2 separate regions of the Mus musculus genome follow, and region 2 is linked to region 1. A link is a contact called in public promoter capture Hi-C data. All regions are on one chromosome and are shown on one strand. Each heading gives the region's core, a stretch centred on a gene start, on an enhancer-like site or on the middle of the called end of the contact. The rest is flanking DNA. Distances are from core to core; before and after follow the strand shown.

Region 1 (6,351 bases), core at 1,257-3,756:
TGCCTTAAATCCCAACATTCGGGAGGCAGAGGCAGGCAGATTTCTGAGTTCAAGGCCAGCCTGGTCTACAAAGTGAGTTCCAGGACAGCCAGGGCTATACAGAGAAACCCTGTCTCGGAAAAACAAAAACAAAAACAAACAAACAAAAAGAAAAAAGAAAAGAAGAGAAAAGAAAAGAACAGAACAGAACAGAAAAGAAAAGAAAAGAAAAGAAAAGAAAAGAAAAGAAAAGAAAAGAAAAGGGCTGGAGAGATGGTTCAGTGGTTAAGAGCACCGACTACTCTTCCGAAGGTCCTGAGTTCAAATCCCAGCAACCACATGGTGGCTCACAAACATCTGTAATAAGATCTGACGCCCTCTTCTGGTGCATCTGAAGACAGCTACAGTGTACTACATATAATAAATAAATAAATCTTTTAAAAAGAAAAGAAAAGAGAAAAGAAAAGAGAAAAGAAAAGAAAAGAAAAGAAAGAAAAGAAAAGAGAAAAGAGGGCTGGAGAGATAGATGGCTTAGCGGTTAAGAGCACTGACTGCTCTTCCAAAGGTCCTGAGTTCAAATCCCAGAAACCACATGGTGGTTCACAACCATCCATAATGAGATCTGACTCTCTCTTCTGGAGTGTCTGAAGACAGCTACAGTGTACTTACATATAATGAATAAATCTTTTTAAAAGAAAAGAAAAGAGAAAAGAAAAAAAAGAATCTTGGGGTTAGCCCCACAGCTGCAAGCTGGGTGGATCACCTCAGTCACTGGGGATTCATTTAAGCATTGGACACCTTCCTGAGAAAAGAGGGAGAGGAGAGTTGCTGGAGGGGTGGCGCAGGGGTGAGGAGTGGCTGCTCTCCCCGAGGACCCAGGTTCAATTCCCAGCACCCACAGGGCAGCTCACAACCATCTGTCCAGTTCCCATCTGACTCCCTCTTCTAGCCTCAGCAGGCACTGCACTCACATGATACACAGACAGACAGACAGACAGACAGACAGACAGACACTCAGACTTAAACAAAAAATAAAATAAAACAAAACAAAAAACCCTTCCTTGACAAATTTTTCTAGTGAATCTTTTTTTCAGGGAGCACAGATTATTATAACACCTCAGTAAAGAGCTACTAACTAGCGAACAAACTCAATGCAAACGATAAAAATGAGATGTCTGTCAACAAGGCAGCCGCAGGAACAGGCTGCGAGTGTTCCCAGGGGCCCCTCCCTTCTTGAGGAGGGCAGAGGGCAGCTGTTGCTTAGCCTGGTGATGTCATCTTTCACCCCCACCCCACCCCCAAACCCTGTCACAACCCCTGGGGCTGTGTCCAGAAAGACAAGCTGGAAACCTGGCTGCAGTCCCAGAAAGTGGGAGTGAATCTCGGGGCGCAATCTCCTGGGAGAAAGGTGGGCTTAGCCCAAAGAGGGATCAGAGCTCACATAGAGTGGCTTCCTCCGGCTGGAGAGATGGCCCAGTGGATAAGAGCACTGGCTGCTCTTCCAGGGGTCCTGAGTTCAATTCCCATGGTGGCTCACAACCATCTGTAATGGGATCTGATGCCCTCTTCTGCTGTGTCTGAAGACAGCTACAGTGTACTCATATAAATGAAAATAAATAAATCTTAAAAATAAAAATAAAAATGGCTTCCTCGCAGAGGAACTCAGCAAGTGCAAGGCAGACTTTGGTAAGGCTGCAAATGGGGCTTCAGTTCTGATTCCAAGTCAGTTTTGTCTAGAGGAAACTTCAAGTAAAAATAGTATTTTATTTTAGACTCCCCACCCCCACCCTGCCATGGCTTTGCATGTAGATGCTAATCCATCACGTTAATTCCAAGGTGCCCCAGAATTCTCCTATGGGTTCAAGGGGGAGGAGAGGGGTGCTCAGCTCTGGGCAGAGCCCCTGCTCTCTCAAAGCTGCTCAGCATTATGCATCGCCTGGCCCTTCTCAAACCCCAGTCTTCATGCTCAGGGCAAATGAGGAACCAACCCCTGTCATCTACCCACTTCACAACGAGGTTCCCTGAAACAGCAGAGCCCTGGAGAAGGCAGGAGGGCAGGGATACCTACTCCAAGGGGGTCACATCTTCATTGTCAAAGAATGACCTCCTCTTATCAGGGACCTTACACACACACACACACACACACACACACACACACACACACACACCCTATCCTGTCCTTTACAAGTGCCCTGTGGGGACAGTGGCTTCGGAGGTACATACCTGGTGGAACACATGTGACCACATCTGTTCAGAGATCCAAACCAGACCACACTTATTCTGTCCCCAAGAAAGTCGGCTCAAATTTAGGTGGTATAAATGACGAGGAGCCCCTAACAGTAGCTGGAGAGGGGCCACTGAGTTAGGGCTCTGTGAACCTGGTGAGGCAGCTAGAGCAATCCTGGGGCTAATGGTTATTTAAAGCTCATTGGCTCCAGGCTTCTGGTTTGGAGGACAAGGACTGCCATTCTAGACTTACCTCCTGGGTAGCATGTTCATTTTGGTCCCCAGGGAATCACTTGTGAGACAAGAAGGGAGGAGGCAGGTATCCTGTGCTTTAGGCCTGCATGATGTCACAGGTATCTCCATGGCAACCCAGTGTGACTGCTCCTGGGGCTGTGACTGGGAAGAGATCCACGTGTGCACTCCGGACCATAGGCCCTAAACCACAGTTCCCAGTTCCCCCCCTCAGTTCCCTGTGCCCCGAGTTCTGCTGCCTGCCTGCTTCACACAGCATGGGTAGTTGTCCCTATCCTGTGCATACAGGCCTGATCCTCAACAGCCACGGGGCTCCTCAAAGCCTTTCCTTCCTTGGGTGCAAGGCACTCTGCTGGGGTGCACTTAAGACCAGAGAGGCCACCAAGACTTCGAGGACTGTCTTGTGCCTTAGGATAGCTTCCAAATTCTCATTCTGGCCACACAGCCGGTTTTGTCCCACCCTGCCACCTAGTTCCTCTTATAGTCAGGTCACTAGGCCATCTCCCCTTCCAGTTGCCCACAGCTCTTCCTTCTGTGGGACACTAGGGTTAAAGGAGCCAAGCCGTCCCCTCTGCCATCTGTGCAGAGCTGTTTGCGTGTCATTATCTGGTTCCTCTTCTGCCATTCCCTAGCTGCCCTGGGGACTTTGAATCCCAATTTCTGAGCCAACTTGAACTCCCAAGACCCTCAAGCTATGGATGAGAAAGAGCGTCCCTTGGTCACCTGTGCCTTTAAAGGTGGTTCCCAGTCCCTGTGTATGCATGAGGACAGAGAAGCATTAAGGAAAAGGGAACAAGATGAGGGAATAATTCAGTAACAGGCAATGGGTTGGGAGCCTGGGGGAGTTTCTTGTCTCACTGACCCTTTGGTACCTCCGAAATACACAAATGGAAAGCCACACAGAGAAATCGTGCACACGTGGAGCCCAGTGCAAGACTCAAGGAAGGAAGCCATGTGTGGTGGCCATCCCAGGCAGGACTCAGAAGGTAGAGGCAGGAAGAGTCAAGGCCATCCTTGGCTACTTGGTAAGTTCAAGGCCAGCCTGGGCTACATGAGACCCCATCTCCACAACAAACACCTAAGGAAGTAAGAGTGGATTATTAAGGGACATAAAAGATCCCTTGAGAAACTGTATCTCTAAGCAAGAAGCTGGGACACCTGCAGCCAGTCATACCCAATCTGAGAGCCAAGACCAGCTGCAGACCAGCTGCAGTGGGCAGACACCCCTCAGGCCACATTCCAACATACTCAGAGGGCACAACCTACTGGTATTGGGTATTCTTTCTGTTTTTCCTTTATCCTTTTTTTTTTTTTTTTTTTTTTTTTTAAAGATTTATTTATTGATTATTGTAAGTACACTGTAGCTGTCTTCAGACACTCCAGAAGAGGGAGTCAGATCTCATTACGGATGGTTGTGAGCCACCATGTGGTTGCTGGGATTTGAACTCTGGACCTTCGGAAGAGCAGTCGGGTGCTCTTACCCACTGAGCCATCTCGCCAGCCCCTTTTTTTTTTTTTAAGACTAGTCTTTCAAAAGTTATTTTAAGTGTTATGAGTGTCTTGCCCATGTGCCTGCCACTGGATGCCAGAAGAGGGTGTCAGATTCTCTGCAAGTGGGGTAAGATGGTTATAAGCCACCAGATGGATGCTGGGTACTGAACCTGTGTCTTCTGCAAGAACAGCACGTGGTCCTAACTGCTCAGCCATCTCTCCAGCCCTGTCTTTTATTCTTTTTATGCTAGAAATCTATGGCCCAGGACTGCAGAGGAAAGGCGGAAGAGTGCTTCAACCCTGGATACCTCAGATGAGGATAGCAGGAGTTAGTTACACACACACACACACACACACACACACACACACACACACACGCTTCCAACCTGACACCATGAAGCCAGCTGTCCCACCATCAACCCTAGTAGGAATTTAGTACTTTTGTTTGACCCTATAAGGCTCCCTCCTCCCCTGAGTCTTCCAACACTCCTTCCCTGGCCAATGATAATTGGCAGTCACACCAACCTTGTCCCAGTAACCCTGGCACCTCCCGGGGGCATAAATACCCCTCTCCCCACACCAATAAACCCAAAGCTGTTCCTGTGTTGTGTGTGTGTCCCTTGCCCTTGAACTCACCACTGACCCAAAAATTCTACCTGCACTCACTCGCCCCAGCTAATCTCTCCCTCCAGTCCAGGCGGGTGAGTGAGGGGCCTGACACTCCCAGAGTGGGAGAAGCAGATATGGGACGGGACGGCAGAGATCCAATTAGCACCTTACAAAGGCCACACACAAGCTCTACCGTTGAGTGGCACACCTGGCTGCCTTACACATCCCTTCTCTTTTTTCTGCATCTTTCATTTATTCTTTGACAACTGCGTCTGTGTATACAACACATTTTGATCTTATCCACTTCGACTCTTCCCTCCTGATGTCCCTCAACATGTCCCCCTCCCGCTCTTGTGACTTCGTCTTTGGCAACCCACCGAGTTTACCTAGTATTGCTGGCTGGAACATTAGCTGGCCTTCTTGGCTTGGTTGTCTAGGCTTTGTGCAGTCACGGGAGCTGTCCATACATGCGATTCTCTGTACTATGCAGAAGACAGTATTTCCCAGGACTCCCATTCTGCAGATCTTGTGTTCTTTTTGGTCCCTCTTCCCTATTTCCTGACCTTGGCTGCTGATACAGACGTCCTACTTAGGGCCAGGCTCTCAACAGTCACCTATTCCCAGTGCTTTGACAGTTGCGAGCCTGTCTGTATTGCTGCCCACAGCAGAAAGAGTCTGGCTAAGGCTGAAAGCAGCAGTAACCTGTGATAGAGGCATAAAGTTCAGCAAGTCCATCTAGCGGGACAGCAGTAGGCTCTCCCCGGGTCCTGTGACCTCCTAAGCCACAGGATTCTGACAGGGTTACAGTCCCAGGGATGACTTTTCTCGTGGGGAGCACACCTCAGATCCAATCAGAGAAGGATTGGTTGCCCCTGGAACCTTCACACAACTGTTGCACCAGAGGACACTTGTTGCCTGAAGTTGGTTATTGGAGCACAAAAGGGACCAGCCACCATGCTGGCTTACTGTGCTGGGTAAGCCACCAATGGCTTGCGGCGGCCAGCCAAGGACATCGGATCCCATAGAACTGGAGTTACAGTTATGAGGCATCAAGTGGGTGTTGGGAATTGAACCCAGTCCTCTGAAAGAGCAGCCAGTGTTCTTAACTACTGAGCCAGAGTGGATGCCTGAGTGTCATTATTCTCACAAATTCAAGTTGTATATAATCACACAGACAAGCCCCACGTGGCCCAAAGGTCTCCCATGGAGGCATATACACCAATAGCCCCGGCCATCTTAGTGAATAATCTGAAGTAAACTCACTCCCGTTCTCTACACCTGGGAGGGGCAGCTAGCGCAGCCCAAGACCAACGCTATGGTTTTGAAGAAGCCGAGATCACAAGACTCTTGCTTTCTCACAAGCGCTCAGAATTGCCATCATGTGACTCCATTCTTGGCCAGTGTTCTGACACTTGCCTCCGTCTCCGGAGGGTTTATGTAGAACAGCGAAAACCAAATACTCTGTGGGTCCCTTAGTTTTGTCTGGATGCTTCTGTATTGCTCAGCGTGTTTAATTGCAATCGACTAGAATTACCAGGCGTGTCTAGTTCCAGGACAGCTAGGCTTTCTTGAATTTTCCATGTGGCCCACACAGGACGTTCATATACATTTCTTCTAAGATTAGCAGGCAAAATGTCTCCAGTTGAAGCCAGTTCTCAGTGAGGGGAAGCATTGAAACTTCTCAGCTATGCCAAACTTGTGTTCAAGGTAAAGGTCAGAGAGTAGATTGTATTGTCAGACCTGGATGGTTTGATCTTGTTTGGTGGTTTCTTTGTATTTGAGAAAGGGTCCTGC
Region 2 (6,351 bases), core at 1,074-3,573, 120 kb after region 1:
CCCGGCTCCACACATTTGGCTGGTAGCACTCTTCCATTGTCTGGCTATGGTCAGAGGCCACACCCACAGTGACAGGGCGGGCCATCTGTGTTTGCAGTGAGTGCTGCCTGGGCACAGGAGGTTGGTTACATACTCAAGTGGCTGCGCATGTGTGCTGTCCTCAACCTGGGGCTGGGTGGGCCAGAGCTGCTGGATCCTGCGCTATGTGCACCAGCCTCCCTCACTGGCGTGGTGGGTTTGCAGGGGCTGCGAGGGGCGTGGCCCTCCCATGCATTATCTGGACAGGGTCTGAGGATAAGAGCTCCTACAGATGCAGAGCAGAGGCCCTTGCTGCATTCCATCTCTTCTTGCCTCTTGGTTTTGTCTTGACCAATAAATAGATTTCCAGCCTGAGGTAAGAAAGGCTAGGCCAGGTGGTTTGCAGTGGGCCAGCTCTTCCCTACCGCCCTCCCAGCCCAGCCTGGGGTGAAGCCGATGGCCCACTCACAACTGTCAGCCCTCATGTCTGCACTAACAGTCTTAGGAAAATGTAGCAGGGTTTACTTAGCATTAAATGTTGTCACTTGTAAATAATACTCAACAAGTGAATAATCCTTCGGGACAGCTGAAAGATGTTGGGTTCATTCCCTGGAGCCAAGTTCTAATGCTCTGCTGCTGTAACCGTCACATTCCTAAGAACTGAGCAGCAGGCTCTGATGTGACTGAGTGTACACAGCCCAGGAGTGAGTGAGTGCCCTTGGCTCTGAGGGTGCTTAGGCTCTGTGCTAGCCAGTGTGGGTAGCTGCTCCTCCCGTTACCCATCCTAGCTGCAGGAATCACCACCAGGGCCTGGTCTCCTTTTCTGCAGCGCCTATCTACTGGCCAAACTAACTCTTGGGGTGCTGCACAAGAAAGCAGGTGCACCCCAGGAGAAGATGCCTTTCTAAAAGTGCCACTAGACTGCCCTTGGAGGACTACCTGGCTCTGACCCTGTCCTCAGCTACATTGCCTGAGCCACACCCTCTCCCAAAGGCTCTGATAGTCTCCAGTAAACACCTTCTCCACCTTCCTTCTAGCAGCTGTTGAGGCAAAATCTCGATCCAGGCACAGTACAATGCTCTGAGAATTAGCTAGGTGAACAGAGAGTGTGTTAAAGCCTGGCTTCCAGCCCTTGGAAAGGATGCTGGCTGGCAAGGGTGAGCTCCAGGGCTCTCTGCACTGCCCTGTGTCTTGCTGGAATAATGGAAACTGCTTTGTTCACAGGGCTTGTTGTCATCCCCAAACCAGGCCACTTCTCCAGGTGGGACTGTAGTGTAGCAGGTGCACTGCTGCTCCCAGGCTCCCCGGACACGCGTGGACCGAGGGAGTGACAGACGACAACGGAGCCATGAGCTGCGCTGGAGCCACAGGCAGGCGGCAGGCAGCAGCGGCCTGCAGGGCTGTGTGGAGCTGCTAAACCCAAAGAGTTGTTTCCATTTTTAAGTCAGTCTGTTGGGGCTGCAGTAAAAACTGAGAAATGGAGTTTTCTTGCTTTTTACTCTAAAATTCAATGTAACTAAATCCATATATATATATATATATATATATATATATATATATATATATATACACACACATATATACATAGTGTAAAGTAAAATGTTTCTTGAACAGAAACCTTAAATCAAGCTGTTCTAAATAGCACTTGGCTCTGGTTTTGCACTGATGTGTGTTATACGTTAGGTGGTCATTAGACAGCCTGGGATGCACTCATGGAGACAGCTGTCACCTCCAACTTAAACACGTGCTGCAGACAGACAGATGCTGCAATCATAGACTTAAAACATTGTTTGCACTTAAATAGTTTAATGCTAATAGAAATGACTTTGACTATGGGGTAACGGGCTCCCGGCCTCACGATACGAGAGGAGATGCCCTTTTTATCTGTTAACATTTATTTTAGTACTGTTGTTTCCGATGCAATCAAGTCTGTATTATATGTGTAAATAATGTAATTCTGAAATGGGGGTAAATAGTCACTCCCACTAGTAATTTTCATCATTTAAGAGTGATATTTCTAATTCACAAAAACATTAATATTAAAATTATCTTGAATATACTATTTGTTTATCCTTTTTTAAACTTAAATTGTATAGATCTTTTTGTTTTGGCCTCATTTCTTGGTTGGTATTGAAGTACTTCATTTTTTTGTGTATCACAGTCCTTGATCCTCCTGTCAGTCTGTTAAAAACGCGTCTTGTCGGAGAAGTCTTGGCTCTGGGCCAAGTCCACACACTATGGGGCTGCCCGGCATGGGGACTTTGGTGTAGGCACATGACCTTTTCTCATGGCTTAGAGTCCCCCTGCTGTCCTTGAAAGCTGAAACCACATACTGTGCGTTTCCACAGCCTCTGCCGCAGCACAGAACAGAGTTAGCTCGGACATCAGTCACATGGGGCTTCCGGAGGGTTGGCATCTGCTGGCATGTGTCTGCCTGCTCTGGTTGAATTCCTCGCTCACCTGGAGCTGCTGCCGGTGATAGAGACAATGCCCGGGTTTCCAAGCTGGGGGGGGGGGGGGCTTCCACAGCTTTTAAAGAATCATACACAGCGGGTTCCATGTAGGCTTTATGTGGGTGAGAGTAAGCCACAAGGTATCAAAACATTTCTCCAAATGAGCCCATTAAACTGGGGCCGTGGAAGGAAGGAGTGTGGGCTCTAGCTAGGCCGGATGAATTTGCCACAGGATGATGCTACTGCACAGTTCACAAAGCAAAGCCCAAGTTTGTCTTCATTCACCGTAGGTTCCTGGCTCCCAGGCTGGGGAAGCCGCTTCCTTCTGCTGCTGCCTGCAAGGCCCCTAGCCCTGCCTCCATCTTGGGAAGGTGCAGCATAGGACGCCAAGACTCACTTTCTTCTTTCCTGTTTGTTCTGTTGTGTTCTGTTTTGACAGGCCTTGGCTAGCCTGGAACTCACAGTGTAGCTTAGATTACTTCAAAATGAAAGCAGTCATGCTCCCTCGGCCATCCAAGTCTCAGTGCGTGGATTTCAGGCATACACCACCGTGCCTCATTCAAGAGGCACACTGCGTAGGGAGTTAGAACACTCGAGGGAGCTCTTTCCTCCTTTCCTACCATGCAGGTTCTGGTGATCAAGGTAGGTCATGAGGGTCGGTGGCATTGAGCCTGCTCACTATGTAAGTACAATTTATGAATCACATGCTCAGATCATATTAGAAGAAAGTGTTGGCACATTTTACAGTTTGGTGTTCCTGTCATCTTGGAACACTGATCTATCACACAGAGAAACTCAGCCCTATGAGTCCAAAACACCCACAAGAAAGTGATTAGGAACTGCCCTCGAAACCCAAGCCTGCAGCACAGAGCCTGGTGACCTCCCAGAGTGGCTCCCTCCTCGATGCCCCCATCTATAGGAAGTGACAGGAGGACACCAGGTGGACACCAGGGCAGCAAGTATTTGTGGGAAACTTGAGCCCCATTTGACGAGATGCTCAGTTGTACCCCACGGCTCTTGCTGACAACTCGGGGCCAACCTCCACCAGTCTGTGTCACAGGTCTGTGTTTGACCAGATGTGTCCCAGTTTACCTTAGATGACTCTGTGCCTGTAACAATCTTCTGGCTCTGTTTCTAAGATTAGTCCCTAGCCCCGAGGTCTAAGATGTCTTCCATATGGTTCTATAGCTGCCCTAACACCAGGGACACCCAGCATACAGCAGGTCCTGGAGCCATAGGAAGTAACAACAGCTCACTTACCTGGTACTGTAAGAGATGACAGATGCCACTCTGAAGTCTGAGGTAGAGGGAATGCTGCACCCTAGTGTCTACAGTCATGTTAGATACACGTCAGAGAATGGTGAGGCTTGTTGGCCTTTCCATTCAGAATGCTATGGTGACGATTCACAGAAGCTGCTGTGCTGGGCAGGTGTGCCAGACGCACAGGAGGCCGAGAAAGCCGAGAGGCTTGCTTTCCTCTCAGATCCTTGCAGCAGCCTTTCCAGGGGCAGGTACCCTAACCCTGTCCCCAGGCTCAGTCCAGCTTGCCAGCCACGCAGGTCCTCCTTTGGGCCGTTCTGTCAGGCCTGCTCTGCTAGCTCTCATCGTTGGGCCCTTTCTGTGCTGGCCTGCCTGTGAGCCTGGTTAATACTACTGGACTGAGACTCCTAAAACCAACAGCAAAGGCAGGACAGCCCTTCTCTGCAGACACTCTCCTCCATGCCAGGGTACACAAGACTGTCACATAAATGTAGAAGAGACCCTCCAGGCCCTGGCTCTGCCCATTCTAAGCCCCATCTCCAGTCTCAAGCCTGCCTGTGCTGGACACCCATACCCACAATGTTCCACGCCCATACTGCCCTCTGCTGTCCCACATTGTCCTGTGGTGTCACTGCCCCAACCCCCCCACCTGCCTGGTGGCCTGAAGCTTGGGTCAGTAGAGTCCTTAAGGAAGGGATCAGATTGAGACTCAATACTTCCCTGTGAAGTTTTGCTTTTTAAATGGTATAAATTTGAAAAGATAGAAAAGAAAAAAAGCATACTCAATTCCTTTGTTCCCCAGGACTGAGCAGAGGCTAGGCTACTGCTAAGACTGCTTACCCAGAGTGCATGGGGCCCCGGATTCCACATGGCAAAAGCAAAAACAAGCCCTAAGGAGCTTAGGGGGATCTTGTGCTCAAGTCCAGCTGTCTGATGGCTGCTTTTGCCCTGAGTCCACTCAGTGCTGTTTTTATAGTGTTTCCATCCCTTCCCTGTAGTAAAACAGGCAGGAGGAGAACACACACTGTGTGCTAGAGTGCACCCATGCGCATGTGCAGGAGTCCCAGGAGGACACCTAGTGTGCCATTAACTGTTTTCTGAGTCATTGATTCCCACGGGATAATCTCACTGAATCTGGAGCTTGCTGGGTTTTGGTTCAGCACGCTTTAGGGGCCAGAAAGCCCCCAGAGACCCTCCTGTCTTTCCCATTCTGTACTGTTCCCTTCCCCAGTGATGGGGTTATAGGGATGTTACACGGACTCTATGGAACCTGATTCAGGTCCTCAGATGCAGCAAGCATCTTACCTGCACACTATCTCCCTAGCCCAGTGTCTTTTTCCAGGGCACAAGGTGCCCCAACTTTCCTACTTGCTCCAAGCAACACTGGCAATCCAGTCAACTTGGTGGACATCCCTAAAGGAGCCTAGGCATTGGCAGCCAAGACAATGTGGCCACTTGAAGCTGGCACTCGGAGATCAGCCTGCCCATCTGCAGCTCAGGAAAGCAAACACAAAGGTGTGGCTCAACATATCTAAGTGAAGAATGTTTGGATGAGACACTGTGACAGTGCCTTATTCAGTGGGATTCTGTCTCCAACAGCATTCCTAGGAGGTACCACAGTCACAACACCTACAATACCTGCCAGTCCTGTCAGGAAACACTGAGGTACAACATGCACAACCGCCTCTCAACTAAGCCTACGTCCCTCATCACAGATTTTGGTCTATCTTTTATTTCTCTTTTTGAGGCAGGGATACTCACTGTATAGCCCAGGCCTCCTCCTCCTCTGCCTCCTGAGTGCTAGAATTACAGGCACGAGCTAGCTGCCATGCCCCATCATATCTGTTCTTTCATAGAAAGTCACCTCAGATCCTTACATTAAGAAAATGAAACAAACCCTTGCATAAGGTGGTTTTACAAATATATTAAACGGAAACATTCAGTGCAGCCGCTCTGGAGCTGCAAACACGCAAGGCTCCAGCTTGTGGAGAGAGACAGGCTGCAAGGCAGCATGTCCTGGCCACCACGCAGTGCGAGGAGCACCAGCATGGGGCAGCCTCTGGCCCATCCACTCTCAGCCGCAGAGGCCTACGCCTGCCATGGTGCCAGCCCTTGCTCTCCAAGAGGACGACTGGGTGGCGGGCCGTTCAGTATTCGCCCCCTTTCCTGTTGATCGTGGGCAGGTGATAGTGTTTCAGGTGAGGTTTGATGTCCTTCTGCGTGTCTGTCTGGTGAAGAAGAACCACAGACACTGAGTGGAGGCCAAGGCCAGACTGAGAGCAGCCCCACAGAGAAGCTAGAGACGTACTACCTTCTTGTTCACAGCAGCACACTTCAGGGGTCTCAGCACAGGGACTTTTCCATTTGCTCCAGTGCCCAGCACTGACCGCAGTGCAGGGCTGGAACATGATGACAGTTTGGTCATTCCCGACAGCCTCAGTTTGGGAAGCTCCATCAAGCTGGTCGGCCCCTGTCGTCTGGCATGGCCCTCCTCGTGCCGCAGGGACTGTTTCTTGAAACAGAACACTGATCAGTTGCCCGTCAGAAATCAGGTCAAGCAAAGGAAGCTCTTTGGCCTGATAAACTTGGGTGAGACTGTGGTGCACAGACAGCCCTGAAT

Evidence for each region. Promoter capture Hi-C pulls out the DNA fragments that hold promoters and counts their contacts.
Region 2: a contact with region 1 is called in a promoter capture Hi-C map of neural stem cells. The contact joins the enhancer-like site here to the promoter of 1700001K19Rik in region 1. A contact is called at or near these places in 3 of 39 promoter capture datasets (frontonasal cranial neural crest, macrophages and neural stem cells), 1 of 484 Hi-C or Micro-C datasets (muscle stem cells), 3 of 115 datasets of contacts at active chromatin or transcription factors (embryonic stem cells, pancreatic cancer cells and stem cell-derived neural progenitor cells) and 3 of 9 other capture datasets (adipose tissue, liver and pancreatic islet).

Annotation. Positions count from the first base shown.
Region 1 is chr12:110,680,113-110,686,463 of GRCm38.p6, forward strand. 1700001K19Rik (RIKEN cDNA 1700001K19 gene) reads right to left here and starts at 2,507. Exons shown (of 6, transcript NM_025488.2): 1 at 2,459-2,507.
Region 2 is chr12:110,802,163-110,808,513 of GRCm38.p6, forward strand. It overlaps Mok (MOK protein kinase), which reads right to left. Exons shown (of 12, transcript NM_011973.2): 11 at 6,043-6,243; 12 at 5,636-5,959. The coding sequence ends at 5,879. It also overlaps a transcript of Wdr20 not described here. Among named protein-coding and RNA genes, the nearest start is that of Mok, 36 kb to the right of the region's middle. Within about 2 kb of position 2,324, at least 23 of the 459 cell types and tissues checked have an H3K27ac peak or open chromatin away from gene starts, as enhancers often do. A contact at or near this core is called in neural stem cells, where this site is marked.